Regions from separate parts of the Mus musculus genome. Here region 1 is linked to region 2. A link is a contact called in public ChIA-PET data. All regions are on one chromosome and are shown on one strand. Each heading gives the region's core, a stretch centred on a gene start, on an enhancer-like site or on the middle of the called end of the contact. The rest is flanking DNA. Distances are from core to core; before and after follow the strand shown.

Region 1 (6,162 bases), core at 3,539-6,038, 110 kb before region 2:
CTCCCTGAGTATTCTTTGCAGTTTTCTTCTCTCCGTATGGGCCCCTTTCCTGATCTTCTGCTCCTGTCTCTTAGTTTCTCTTTCCACATACTGAACGAGGGAACTTGAGGACAAGCTTTTCGTCCACACTGCTGCCCAGTGTCCCCTATGTAGGACCCAGTATGCCTGATCATTTTGATCTCAGAGTTAGCTAGCTCCAACAGCACACCTATGAGACATCTCCTGAAAGACTGGGGAGGTGGCTTAGTAGCTAAGGCCATCAGCTAGGCTTCATGAGGTACCCAGTTTGCTTTGCAGAGTCAGGGATGGCTATAGATGGCTCAAAACCCCTGCACTAATGACTTCCATGGCAACTGCACTCAGGTGCGCACACAGACACACTGCACACATAATTAATAAAAAAAAATTAAGTTAGAAAAGAAACATCTGTGGAGTATGCATCATCTTGTGTGCTGAGTGAAATGTTTCGAGAGGGAATCCATTTGAAGGGAGGGGAGAAATCCTTGAGCCCTGAGTTAGAGAGTATAAATCACAAGTCAATATGAACTTCAGATAATCCTTTATCCAGCAGCGATGTGTGACAGCACTTGGAGGTGGGAAAATTCCCTCCTTGTGTACTTTTGGAGAAATCCAGTGTTTTTATTTGGTACAGTTGCATATTCATTCCTAACAGACTGCGTTCTGAAAGAATTGGACTTTTATAGATTCTATGAATATTCAGAGAGTCACCAGAGCCGAGTCTGTCCTTTACCTTATGTGTCTAGACCCATCTGTCATTTCTTGCTAGATAGTTCTACTTCTCTTTCGCAGCGTTTGCCTTTTGGATAAAGCATTCCCCATTGTTGACCGGGGGTGGGTGGGGGTGGGGGGTTGGGGGTTGCTGGTGGCTTTGGTTCTCTGCTTGAAGGTAGGCAGTCCTCAGAGTGGATCTTTGGAGGGACACAAAGACAGATGGACACAGCCTTCTGTCTGTCAGTGTTCCCTCTGGGCTGTCTCCCATACCTTGGGTGGTGGTGTTCCCTCTGGAAAGCAGTTAGGACATTGTTTAGCATACTGGCTCAGCAAGGGGCACAGGATGGCTGTTGCCACTAACTCATCAGAGAACTTGGCAAGCAGCAGACCAGACTCTGGAAGCCTTATTCATTAGCATATTAATTGACATGACCATTAGCCTTAAGCCCAAATTTTAAAAGTTGTCCCATGAGTCCCTTCTCCTGGTACCCTCTTATTTCTCTCAAGCCTATTTACATCTTAAAAAACAAAAGCATGCTTTCAACATTTTAAAACTTAGGCTCCTTTTGATAAACTTGAAAGTCTTATAGTACCTTTACTATTATTTAAGATATTAATTAAAAGGAAAGAATCAAAGTAATGACAGTCGTGAAGGCCATTTTTCATCCTACAGTTGAGGTCATTGTGAGGTTGCTTGCCTGCCACAAGCTTGACAGAGTCCGGTGTAGGTCACTTTCACCTCATGGTGCTCATTTGCTTTATCATTGTCATACAGGGTGTGAGGCTCCTTTCCAGTGTCCTCCGTGTGCTGTGTCCTTTGAGGTTACACTCATGCCCAGCTCCCCCTGCTCAAAGGTTGGGAAGCTTGACTCCCCTACTGTCTTCTGTCATCCCGCTTTAAACCCGTAACTAGGAAGAAGCAGGTGAAGTAATTGAGATGGCTTAAGTGAGGCATTTTTATTCCTGAGCACATCCTGTTCCCTGTGAGCATCCCGTGGGGCTGCGCTACCGTTCCTCCTCTTCAGTGTCCTTACTTTCCAGATGTCCCTGCAAGGTCAGCGAGGCCCTGTCTGCCAGCCTCACTCAGACTCACTCCCATGCCAGCGGCCCTTCTGTGTACGGTGAGTGAAGTAAACAGACCGCAACCTCCCGGCTCTTCAGTGTGGGGCAGTAAAGGGCTGGACTTGTATAGAAAGCCGCTGTAAGGAGGTTCACTGGTTCCGCTGAGTGCTTCCCAGTCCACTAACTCCACCTCAAGTGCCCCTCCCTGTGCGATGGGTCTTTTGCAATTTTCAGTCGTCAGAGGGGCCAGAGAAGAGAACTGACATCTTTGAAGATGTTCTGTGCATGTTTGAGGTGGTAGGGCCAGATGTAGCTCTTATATTGTGAAATTGAACCCTCAGTGTTGGCATGAGATGGGAACCCATTGTTCCTTGTACATAGATGAAGACTTTCTGCTCGCCACAGAGCGGTCTGAGTTTGGACCTGAACTGTTGCTGTCATTGTAGCACTGCATCCTTGGTTCCTATGACAAGACTGACTATTTTCCAACATGTTCAAAGCTTTATATTTTTTGCATAAACAAAAGAGGAAAATCATTAATTTGTATTATTCTCTTGAAAACAGCCTAGTTCATTCTACTCAGTAACTGTTTGATTTATGATCTGGGGCAGTGTTTTCATGCCTTATGGCTTTTTATGAGTAGAAAACTGGGAATGTTATAACAACCTTACTCATTTTGGTTCTTATTGTGAATGAAAGTATGATCCTTTGACTATGAAAGATCAATGTTTGGGGGGCGGGATCAGAAGCATTTTGTATTAGCTTGAGGGAGCTGCTTCCTGCCACCTCAGGAAAACTATTTGGCTCTAGAAAACTGTTGACACACAGAAAGAGAGTACCGGATACTTTATGACCCTAACTTGCTGTTACAATGCTCACAGGTTGTGTAACAGAAGAGTGTCCCGTGATTTTTATGATCTTGTTTAAATTTGAACGTTTAGGAGTCAGTTGTCAGTTTCTACTGCAGAAGGCCAGCCACTGGCCTGGGACTGGAGGGATCCACTCGCTTCTCCTGAAGCCCTGAACCCGTGTGAGGCTCTGTCTGTCTCCTGTCCCTCAGAGCTTGTCTTAGAAGGAACAAATGAGATTTGAATAAAGAGGTTTAAATTTTGTGAGGGAAAAGTAACAGTGGGAAGATAGTATGACATGATAAATGTGACGAGATAAGCACTCGTGTTAAAAATAAATAAATAGGGCTGGTGAGATGGCTCAGTGGGTAAGAGCACCCGACTGCTCTTCCGAAGGTCCAGAGTTCAAATCCCAGCAACCACATGGTGGCTCACAACCATCCGTAACGAGATCTGACGCCCTCTTCTGGAGTGTCTGAAGACAGCTACAATGTACTTCCATATAATAAATAAATAAATCTTTAAAAAAAAAAAATTAAATAAATAAATGAATAAATAAATAAATAAATAAAGGCGCTCATGTTACTCCCTTTGTTCAGTGTGAAAAGAATGGAACAGTGGCCTCTGAGACTTGCATTTTGAACACTTGGCCACTGGAGGGCGCTATGCCACTGCAAACCACTTTTTTCAAGGGAGAAGTCATCAACTCTCATTTTTCTTCAAAGATAAAGGATTCATATTCTTGTAATACTGAATCCGTTCATACTTAACATTCAGCCTTTAGCTGTGGAAACTTGTTTGAATGACAGTAATGGCTTCATTTCAAGTTATTTAAATGTTTAATGCTGTGTAATTTACACAAATGTGTATAATCCTTTATTTAACTAGATGAAAATAATATACTGTTAACATTGTTTTTTAGCATTAATTAATGTGACTAATTATAACAAAAACCACTAAATCAGTTTCATTGCATGATCAGACTACAGAGAGGCTTCCGTCAAGCCCAGGCTGGCACAAGTCAATGCTGTCCTCAGCCCTGCCCCCTCCCCCCCATTCCACACTCTGTTTTTATTTTAAATTTGCATTCAGTGTAACTACGGCTACACTAGGTTAACTGGAGGTCCTTTTCTGCTAAAACTCATTCTTTCAATGAAGGAGGTTCATAGTACTGTTCTTCTTAAATGAAAATTACTCTCAGTATTTAAACAGAGAGAAGGAATGTCCCATGTGACAGCCCTTATCCTGGCACCTGCAAGACGAATGAGAACTCTCTTTTCTCAGGCATCCTGCCGGAGGACCCTGTGAGCCCAGCCCATGCCACCATTGACTCTCAGTAGTCAGCAAAGCAAATGCCCCGCTGTTCTCCAAGCTCTGACTGCTCTCAGAAATCAGATGAGTCCAAGTCAAAACCAGACGACAGGTTTGTGGCAGCTGGCTTGCACTGCTGTGATGTGTTCCACCAAAACTGCCCATTACAGCCCTCTGTCTGTAGACACAAGTCATTCTTTCTCAGTAAACACTGTTTCTGCAGGTGCTGGAGAAAGAAACTTTTGCTCTCTCAAAATAATTGTTAGCTCGAAACAAGCTATCTTACTTTCCTAAACTCTGGAGATTTTGTTCATAATTCGAAGAAATTTTAAGCGCTAAAGTACATAAATATCTCCTTATTTTTAGATAAAATTCTACATTTAAATTGTTTAGGTTTTCCAAAATCCTATAAACAAGGTTCATCAACTGTTTATCATACTTTTATATCATTGTAATTTTTATGTGCATGGCAATATTTTGGGAATGAAATTTTAAATGGAAAGCTTGAAAGGTGATTTTGTACGGAAAATGCAGTCTTTCAGCACACTGAGGGTTAACAGGTTTTTAATGAATTCATGTTTGTGTACATTGTAATTTTCCTTACCATACTATAAGTATTACGTTGTTTGTGTGCTGTGTGTTTGTGTACCTGTGCACACACAAGCTCTCCCACAAAGTATCATTGTCCGGTGTCACCGCTAATTGAACCACAGTGTGCTGGCTCTCGGGTAGAAGCTGAGGAGCTTCTGAAGGAGGCTGCTGGAGAGTGAGTGATGCAGGGTTTAGATTATGTTACCTCCCTCCTCTGCTCCTGGAGCTCTTCTCTGCATTTGATCCTTGCACACACTGTCTTAGTAGGTGGACGTGTCAGCCCCCTTTTACTGCTGGAAATGGAGGGTACAGCTCCAGTCTCCTGCTCCTGTAACTGTCAGCCCTCCCACCATCTTCCTCCTGTAAAAGGTGCCCGCCCACCGGCTGAATGGCAACAGATACTGGAGGCCTGGTGGGGTCTCTGGTGGGAAGTCTGGCCTTTGTTTCTCTCTGCCTTACACATTGCCTTAGGCTGTTCTGTGTGTGGGTTTTCCTCTAAATGAGATCTGGTTATTCTTTTCCCATGTTATCCATGACAAAGCAAGCAGTGAAGGAATTTTACTTTAGTGGGAATTTAACCCTGACCAAAAAGCTTCTTTCATGATAGTCTTACCCTCCCCATAGTTTGGAAAGTAGTCTCTCAACATGAAAGACAATAAACAGGATTGAAAATGGAACCGGACAGAGAAGAGATGAATGAGATATGTTGACTGTCATGGCGGCATGAGGGAGTGTTGGTTTGATTGTTATAGCGACAGCTGAAGAACTGAGGTTGGCATGGATTGCGTTGTCAGGCTGGGTGGAGGACCAAGGATGGCACGGATTGGGTTTCTTTTATTTTCTGTACTTTGGTTTCTTCTCACTTAAGAATGAGATTTTTTTTTTCTTGGTGTGTACAAACAGACAAGCTGATTTCCTTAAGAGATGTACTGTTGCCAGTATTTGACAGCTAAGATTGAATCATAAGGTAGGACATTTCCTAAAGACATTGTATGTTTTAATCAGTGCTAAGGTAGGGAAGATAGATAAGTACTAAGGTAGCAATGAAGTGAACACATGAACAGCTGTCACTACTAATTATGCAAGGAAAAATGATCGCTCGTTAAATACGTGTGTATACATACTCCTTACTTAGCAATGGCGGGGCAGGGCTTTGGCTGGCTGATGTGGTGTCTCAGGCCTGTGTAGCCAGGTTTAGGTCCGAGTTGGCACAGTGGCCAGAGTGTGCTGTTAGTCTGCCAACACATCACCTTTCTTGCCAGTGCAGCAGCCTCCAAAACATGTGGTGTCTGTCATGCAGCCTTGCCGTGTTTGTGGGAACTCGCTGTGAGTGAAGGGCATTACTTTTGTCTGTCCTGGAACTTTGTATCGTGTCCTTGAGATCATGTCTTCTCTGTGTTGGAGTTTGTTGTTTTGTTTTGTTTTGTTTTTTCGAGACAGGGTTTCTCTGTGTAGCCCTGGCTCTCCTGGCACTCACTTCGTAGACCAGGCTGGCCTCGAACTCAGAAATCCGCCTGCCTCTGCCTCCCAAGTGCTGGGATTAAAGGCGTGTGCCACCACCGCCCAGCTGGAGTTTGTCTTTTTGCCCCCTTTAGTGTCTCAGGCTAATTAGCACAGG
Region 2 (5,831 bases), core at 3,005-5,504:
GCGTAGACCAGGTTGGCCTTGAACTCATAGAAATTCACTTGCCTTGGCTGAGATTAAAGGCATCACTACCACACCCAGCCCACAAAAAGGACTTTTGACAAAGAAAACGCTGCTTAATTGTGATTGGTTTGAGCCAGATCTTAAATAGCAAGTTTCAAACTCTATACCAGTTGGACAGTTCCTGTCCTTGATTCTTTAGGGATAATCTATATTATTTTAAGAAAAAAGTTTCAAGTAAATATTGTTTGAATTTTAACAATTTTTAAATGTTTTTAAATTCCTTTGTACAGATCTTATAACAATCACCTTTTGTCTCCTCACAGTTTTTTCTTCAGTTTGCAAATACTTTCATACATTCAGGGCACCATCCTGGGCATTGTGCTGGGTGCTCTGAAAGGGACCCCGAGTTGCACACGGGCTCTGCCTTAGGAGACCTGAGTGTTGAGTAGAGGTGAACATGTAGCCCTTGCATGGCACGCTGCAGTAGATGGGAGACTTACATCGACAGGGGAGAAACTAAGCCTTCTTGGAACAAGTGGCCGTGGACATGGTGCATAAAGTAGATGCTTGTCTTTAATAAGTAGGCATAGATAGTAATAGTGCCAAAACTAAACAAAGACACTGAAAATGTGGTCCAGCAGTCCAGTATTCCAAAGGAATGTTAACCCCAAATACTTAGTCTTTGCTTCTGTAGTGTGTGCTTTTATGTGTGGCTGTGCTGTGCTCATTATAATTTAGGCCATTGGCTCTCAATCCTAAGGCTGCAGCCATGTGGTTATTTTGGTTGTCACTTCATACTTGTCAATTTGCTGCTGTTATAAATCATAACATAAACATCTGTGTTTTCCAATGCTCTTAGTTGACCCCTGTAAAAGGGTCGTTTGACCACCAAAGAGGTCGAAACCCATAGGTTGAGAACTACTGATTTAGACTAATGGTTTCCGAGCTGAGACATATATTAGACAATCTGCCTCACTTCAGTTAAATCACACTGTAAGAGTAGCATGCATGCATTTCTAAAATTCCTCAAACGAGTCTGACACTGATCTGATTAAGGAACCACTCATCTACACCCTGTACACTTAGGTAGGTTCATGGGGCATGCAAGGAGCCCTTCACTAAACCAAGAAAGGGGTGTGATTATGTCTGAGCCTGTTCCCACTACACAGCAGGAAGCAGCAACCTCCACCTCTCTGTCCCCACCCCTCCTCCCACAGCATTTACAGTTCCTAAAGTCACCTCTGTGTGCTAGTCACTGAAACATTCTCTTGTGTTCTCTGCCCTCGCCTGCCCTCCATCCTGCTGCCCTTGCAGTCACTGTTTGCACCGTGGCTGCTCCAGGCCAGACCAGTCCAGCCTCAGCTCTGTTGCTCTGCCCAGTCTTTCTGGCTCTCTCCTCCCTAGACATGCTGTTCTCCTGCCTTGACTTTTCCGTTCCCGGTTCCTTTCACCTCTTCCTTGTCATGTCCTGGTCCTGAGCAGTCACATCTAGGAAGCTTCTCTGCCGGTCATCCCTGTCTGGGTGAGGCAGCATGGCCACGAGCCACCATGCTGCTAGGGTAGAGTTCACACGCTCTTTATTAATTGGTATTGAAGTTTCGTCTACATTAAAATAGTAGCCCTTTTAGGAATTGACTTGTTCACATTTGTTTCCTTATCTCGTGTCTAAAAGGGTTCAGCATATGAGAGTTACCCAATAAAAATGCTAAGCAAACTGAGAAATGTGCCCACCCACATTTTTGAGTACTTACAATATGCCTCCCCTCTTAACTGAACATTTACTCTGTGCCTGGTTCCTGTAAATTCCCTTAAATTAGATACCATTACTCTCCCCTCTACAGATAAGGAAGCAGGCTTCCAAATAGCCAATGAAGAAGCAAAATCTGAGTTGTTCATTCAGGTGTCTTTATGAACGTGATAGTTCACACTCAGTCTGAATTAATGGTCTCTCTGATTGAGGCTATAAGAATATTAAAGAATCATATATAAACGTACAAGTTTTTGTTTATTGTTAATTGCTAATATTACCATTGCCTGTGATGGCTGTTAAAATAATTCTTTAAAAGCTGGGATCTTGTATAGTTTAGCCATTGGTTTTCTTGTCTGATGCTTACAGTTTTCCTAGTCTTCCAGTGCAAATGGACTCAGCAGTTTTCTCAGTTTGAGAGTTAGAAGGAGTCAAATTATTAACAGATTTTACCCCAGCTTCCACACCCATCCTCCCTTCCTACTTATGAGCCCAGAGCTTGAGCATTCTTCCTGAGAAATCTGCCTTCAAGTGGAGAAGTTGCCTTCCATCTACCTCCCTGATAGTAAGCAGTGAAGTGGCCTGATGCTGGCCAGAGCAGGGGAGGGCAAAGCAAGCCAGAGTGATGTTCACACAGAATTATCCAGCCCTGGGCCAGGGAGTGTTCTCTGGCTTTGTCCTTCTAAGCTTTAGCAGTGAAGTTATTCAGGGAGGCGCTGTTTCCCTGTACACTGAGACAAGCTTGATTTTCAGTCTCTGCCATGGTTGTTTTGATTCAGCTCTGTGGGCTCCATGCCTTGCACTTCTGACAGGGTCTCTAGAAAAGAAACTGGGTGAGCTGAGTCAACATAGCCTTGGCTTCTGGGGCAGGTCAGGCACAAGCAGGCCTTGACCGTTGCCACCCTTGTTTGTAACTGTGTGGTACAGGCCAAGGAGTGGCTGTGGGGTGGGAGTGAGTGGGCCCGAAAGATGGAGGTGCTGAGTGAGATGTATGTGAATCAACTCGGCTTCAGTGCCTCCAGAGTGGAAGTGGCTGCTGGTGGCCTGGATGAACTCGGTTTCCTGAGACTGAGCAGTGTCCTGAGATGTGAGACTTGTCCTGACATACAAGGATGGTGGCCGTTATGTTTAACTGGACTGTACTGAGATGGACAGAGGCAACAGAGATTGAAAACATTGTGTCTGGCCTTACTCCTGTGTGACTCACTCCAGCCCAGGAGAACAGCCCGTCTAATGCTTTCCTTGGGCTTCCTGATCAAGTAGTTAAGGCAGTGGGTCCTGATGTACTCTCCCTGGGTTTTGCTCTCCCAGTATCCCACTCGGCATCCCACTTGGCATCCCAGAAGGTATCCTTGGCAGGCCAGGAGCTATTAGATCTTTGCATCCCTGCCCCGGGCCTCTGCCTCCTGCTGCTACAGCTGCTGCAGTAGGTATAATGATTAAAGAGGGTGTGACTGTGCGCTTCCGCCTCCTTTCGTGCTTACTTCCCACGGCTCTGCTTTGATGCAGCTGGCTGAGCTGGGGTATTTGGGAGCATCCAGAGGACCCACAGCTGAGTCTATCAGGTACCCTGCAGCAGCTGTTATCTGAGGCGGCAGCAACAAAGGAAGGGTGCATGGCAGATATGCAGGAAGAACACCAGACAGGTCTCTGCTCCAGAGGGTTGCAATCAGCCGGTGTACATGTGGAGCTGGTGATTGTGCTGGAGAGAGGCAAGGGGAGGAGATGGTGTTTTCCACAGTTATCAAGATAAACAGAGCGGCCGGGGCCATCTGTGCAGCTGTGGCAGTGTGCCGATGAGCTGAATTACTTTATCTTTACCCAGTGGGAATTAACACATCCCCCTTTCTACCCAGGGGAGAAAGACTGCGGCTAACAAAACTAGTCAGTCGTTTGAATCTTCCCGCAGAATGGTGATAATTTATAGGACTGTCTGGATGTCTCCTTGTTCGGACATTTAATTAGTGAAAATAACAGCCTAGAAGATGAAATGGCTCTGTTGGCTAAGACAAATATTTGAGGACCTGGTAGGAGGACTGGGGCTAAGAGGCTGGAGAGGCAGTTGGAAGGGAATGGATAAGGAATAGAATTGTAGCCCGAAGGCTGAAGTGGAGATGGAAATGGTCCTGCCTACCAGTTTTCAAGTGGCCACAGAAACTTGAAGGCTACAGGTCTCAGACTGCAAAAGGCCCTACAGGTCCTTGCTGGAACTCTGAATATCCAAAGAGATGGGCATTCCCTTATGACAGGTAGTGAAGGCTTTAGTGGTGGTCACACCGTGAACATACCTCAGTTCTCACACCCTTCAGAACAGAACCCTAGCAAAACACAAGCAAGGCTGTGTAGACATAAACCCTGATCATATGGAAAAGAGCAAACTGTGAAGCCCATGAACAAGTGCACCCTCAGAAAGGCACGAGGCACCTGCACAGCACCAACAGTGCACCGGGCAGGAAAGGGCTGAAGGGAGGAGGACCAGTGCCCACTTCCCCACTGCATACAACCTGACCGTTCTCCCCAGCCAGAGTGCAAAACTGGGAACTTAACTGATGAGGGCAAAATAAGAGCATGCTAAGCCAGGGGTGCACAGTTAAGAAGGGCCATACTTCAGGGGTGAACTCATCACTTGTAGAGACAGAACCCTGCATTGTTAATACCCTAACACACTCGCGCGCACACACACACACACCCATATGCACAGAGATGGGCAGTTTTGGGTCCAGCTTTATGACTTGCTTCCAGAACACTAGCATCTCGGTCCTTATCCTTCTTCCTTGCAGCGAGTTAGAGATCTCTCCCTAGTTAATCTGGCCAGCCCATGAGAAGGTAAGCTGAAGGACCTAAAAGGGGGCTTTTGCCCACAGTTGCCTGTTTCTGTTGTTTGTTTGCTTGTATATAGGGAAATGAAAACTTCAAAAAGCCATTGCCATCTTTAGAGAGATTAACAAACAACAGCAGTTTTATACCAAGAATGCCATGAGAAGGAAGAGTTAGAGAATAGGAAGTATTGTTAGAGAGTTGCTGTATTAAAGCGGAATCAGAATATCAGTAAGCAGCCTAGACACTGAGGTTGAACTCTCCAAGAAAGGAGATGAAACCAATGAAAAGACTTATGCTGAAGGGAAGGCATAAAAGTGCAGGTCAGGGTTCACAGGGTCTCATAAGGTTCTGGTAATCCAAACGTCAAGTGTCATTGAGAAAAGGCCCTGGGGAAGAAGTCAAGACTAACAATTGAAATTTTGTGCAATGTGTGGGTTTCTAGATGGCAAAACCCACCCCAGGCTCATCTTCATGTAATTTCTGAGAATGGGGCATCTAGACGTAATCCATGCGCTTCTAGAGCAGGCTGTGGTCAGATAGTACAATGGTCTTTCAGTACCAAAGCAGTTGACTGACAAAATGATACTCTTCTCAGAGCTCCCGAGGAAAACAGTTGGTAGTTTAAAGGCCCATACCACATACAATGGCAGCCAAACAGGAAGGCGTACTAGAAGGTGGCTCAAAGTCTGTAACTATTCATCTTCCAGAAACCATTTCTCAGGAAGCTTTTGGTAAGCGTGTGCTCCACCAAAGTCACAGAACAAAACTGCAGAGAGGAGGAGAGACATAAAAACGGCTGTGGGGTGGGGTGGGAGCTAGAGGGGGCCAGGCTTGGCTGTGCCTGGCCAGGAGACCTAGGAAGATAGCTTGAAAAGAAAGCAATTACTACATCTCCTTGATGCCTCAGGATGTTGAGAGCAGCACATCAGCTGAGCGAGAGCTACTGGAAGAAAGGGTTTATGTGGAGTTCCTAGAAAATTAAGCAAAGCAAAAATCCCTTGAGCCATGGTCCTTTGGTGGCACATGCCTGTCACCCTAGCTTTTGGTGAGATCAGGCACACAGATTCCTTCACAGTTGAGGCCAGCCTGAGATATGTGAGACCCTGTTCCAAACAAAGAAAAACAAAACAACCTAATCTCATTGCTAACTAGGAAGACCCTGTGCAGGAATTAGATGTGAATAACATTTACATAATCATAATGTAAACAGTAAGTATTGATCCAGCTGAAGGTACAATCTACATTGGGGGATGGGAATGGTACA

The links. ChIA-PET counts read pairs in DNA pulled down with a chosen protein or histone mark.
Region 1: an SMC1A ChIA-PET map of the G1E-ER4 cell line shows a contact between it and region 2, with 5 read pairs. The contact joins two enhancer-like sites. A contact is called at or near these places in 2 of 15 datasets of contacts at CTCF or cohesin (the G1E-ER4 cell line and pro-B cells), 9 of 484 Hi-C or Micro-C datasets (CD4 T cells, the N1E-115 cell line, cerebral cortex and 5 more), 1 of 115 datasets of contacts at active chromatin or transcription factors (embryonic stem cells) and 3 of 9 other capture datasets (adipose tissue, liver and pancreatic islet).

What each region holds. Positions count from the first base shown.
Region 1 is chr17:30,452,182-30,458,343 of GRCm38.p6, reverse strand. The region is part of intron 6 of Btbd9 (BTB (POZ) domain containing 9); the gene reads left to right. Among named protein-coding and RNA genes, the nearest start is that of Btbd9, 120 kb to the left of the region's middle. Within about 2 kb of position 4,788, at least 12 of the 459 cell types and tissues checked have an H3K27ac peak or open chromatin away from gene starts, as enhancers often do. A contact at or near this core is called in the G1E-ER4 cell line, where this site is marked.
Region 2 is chr17:30,344,879-30,350,709 of GRCm38.p6, reverse strand. All of the region lies in intron 6 of Btbd9 (BTB (POZ) domain containing 9), which reads left to right. Among named protein-coding and RNA genes, the nearest start is that of Btbd9, 230 kb to the left of the region's middle. Within about 2 kb of position 4,254, at least 67 of the 459 cell types and tissues checked have an H3K27ac peak or open chromatin away from gene starts, as enhancers often do. A contact at or near this core is called in the G1E-ER4 cell line, where this site is marked.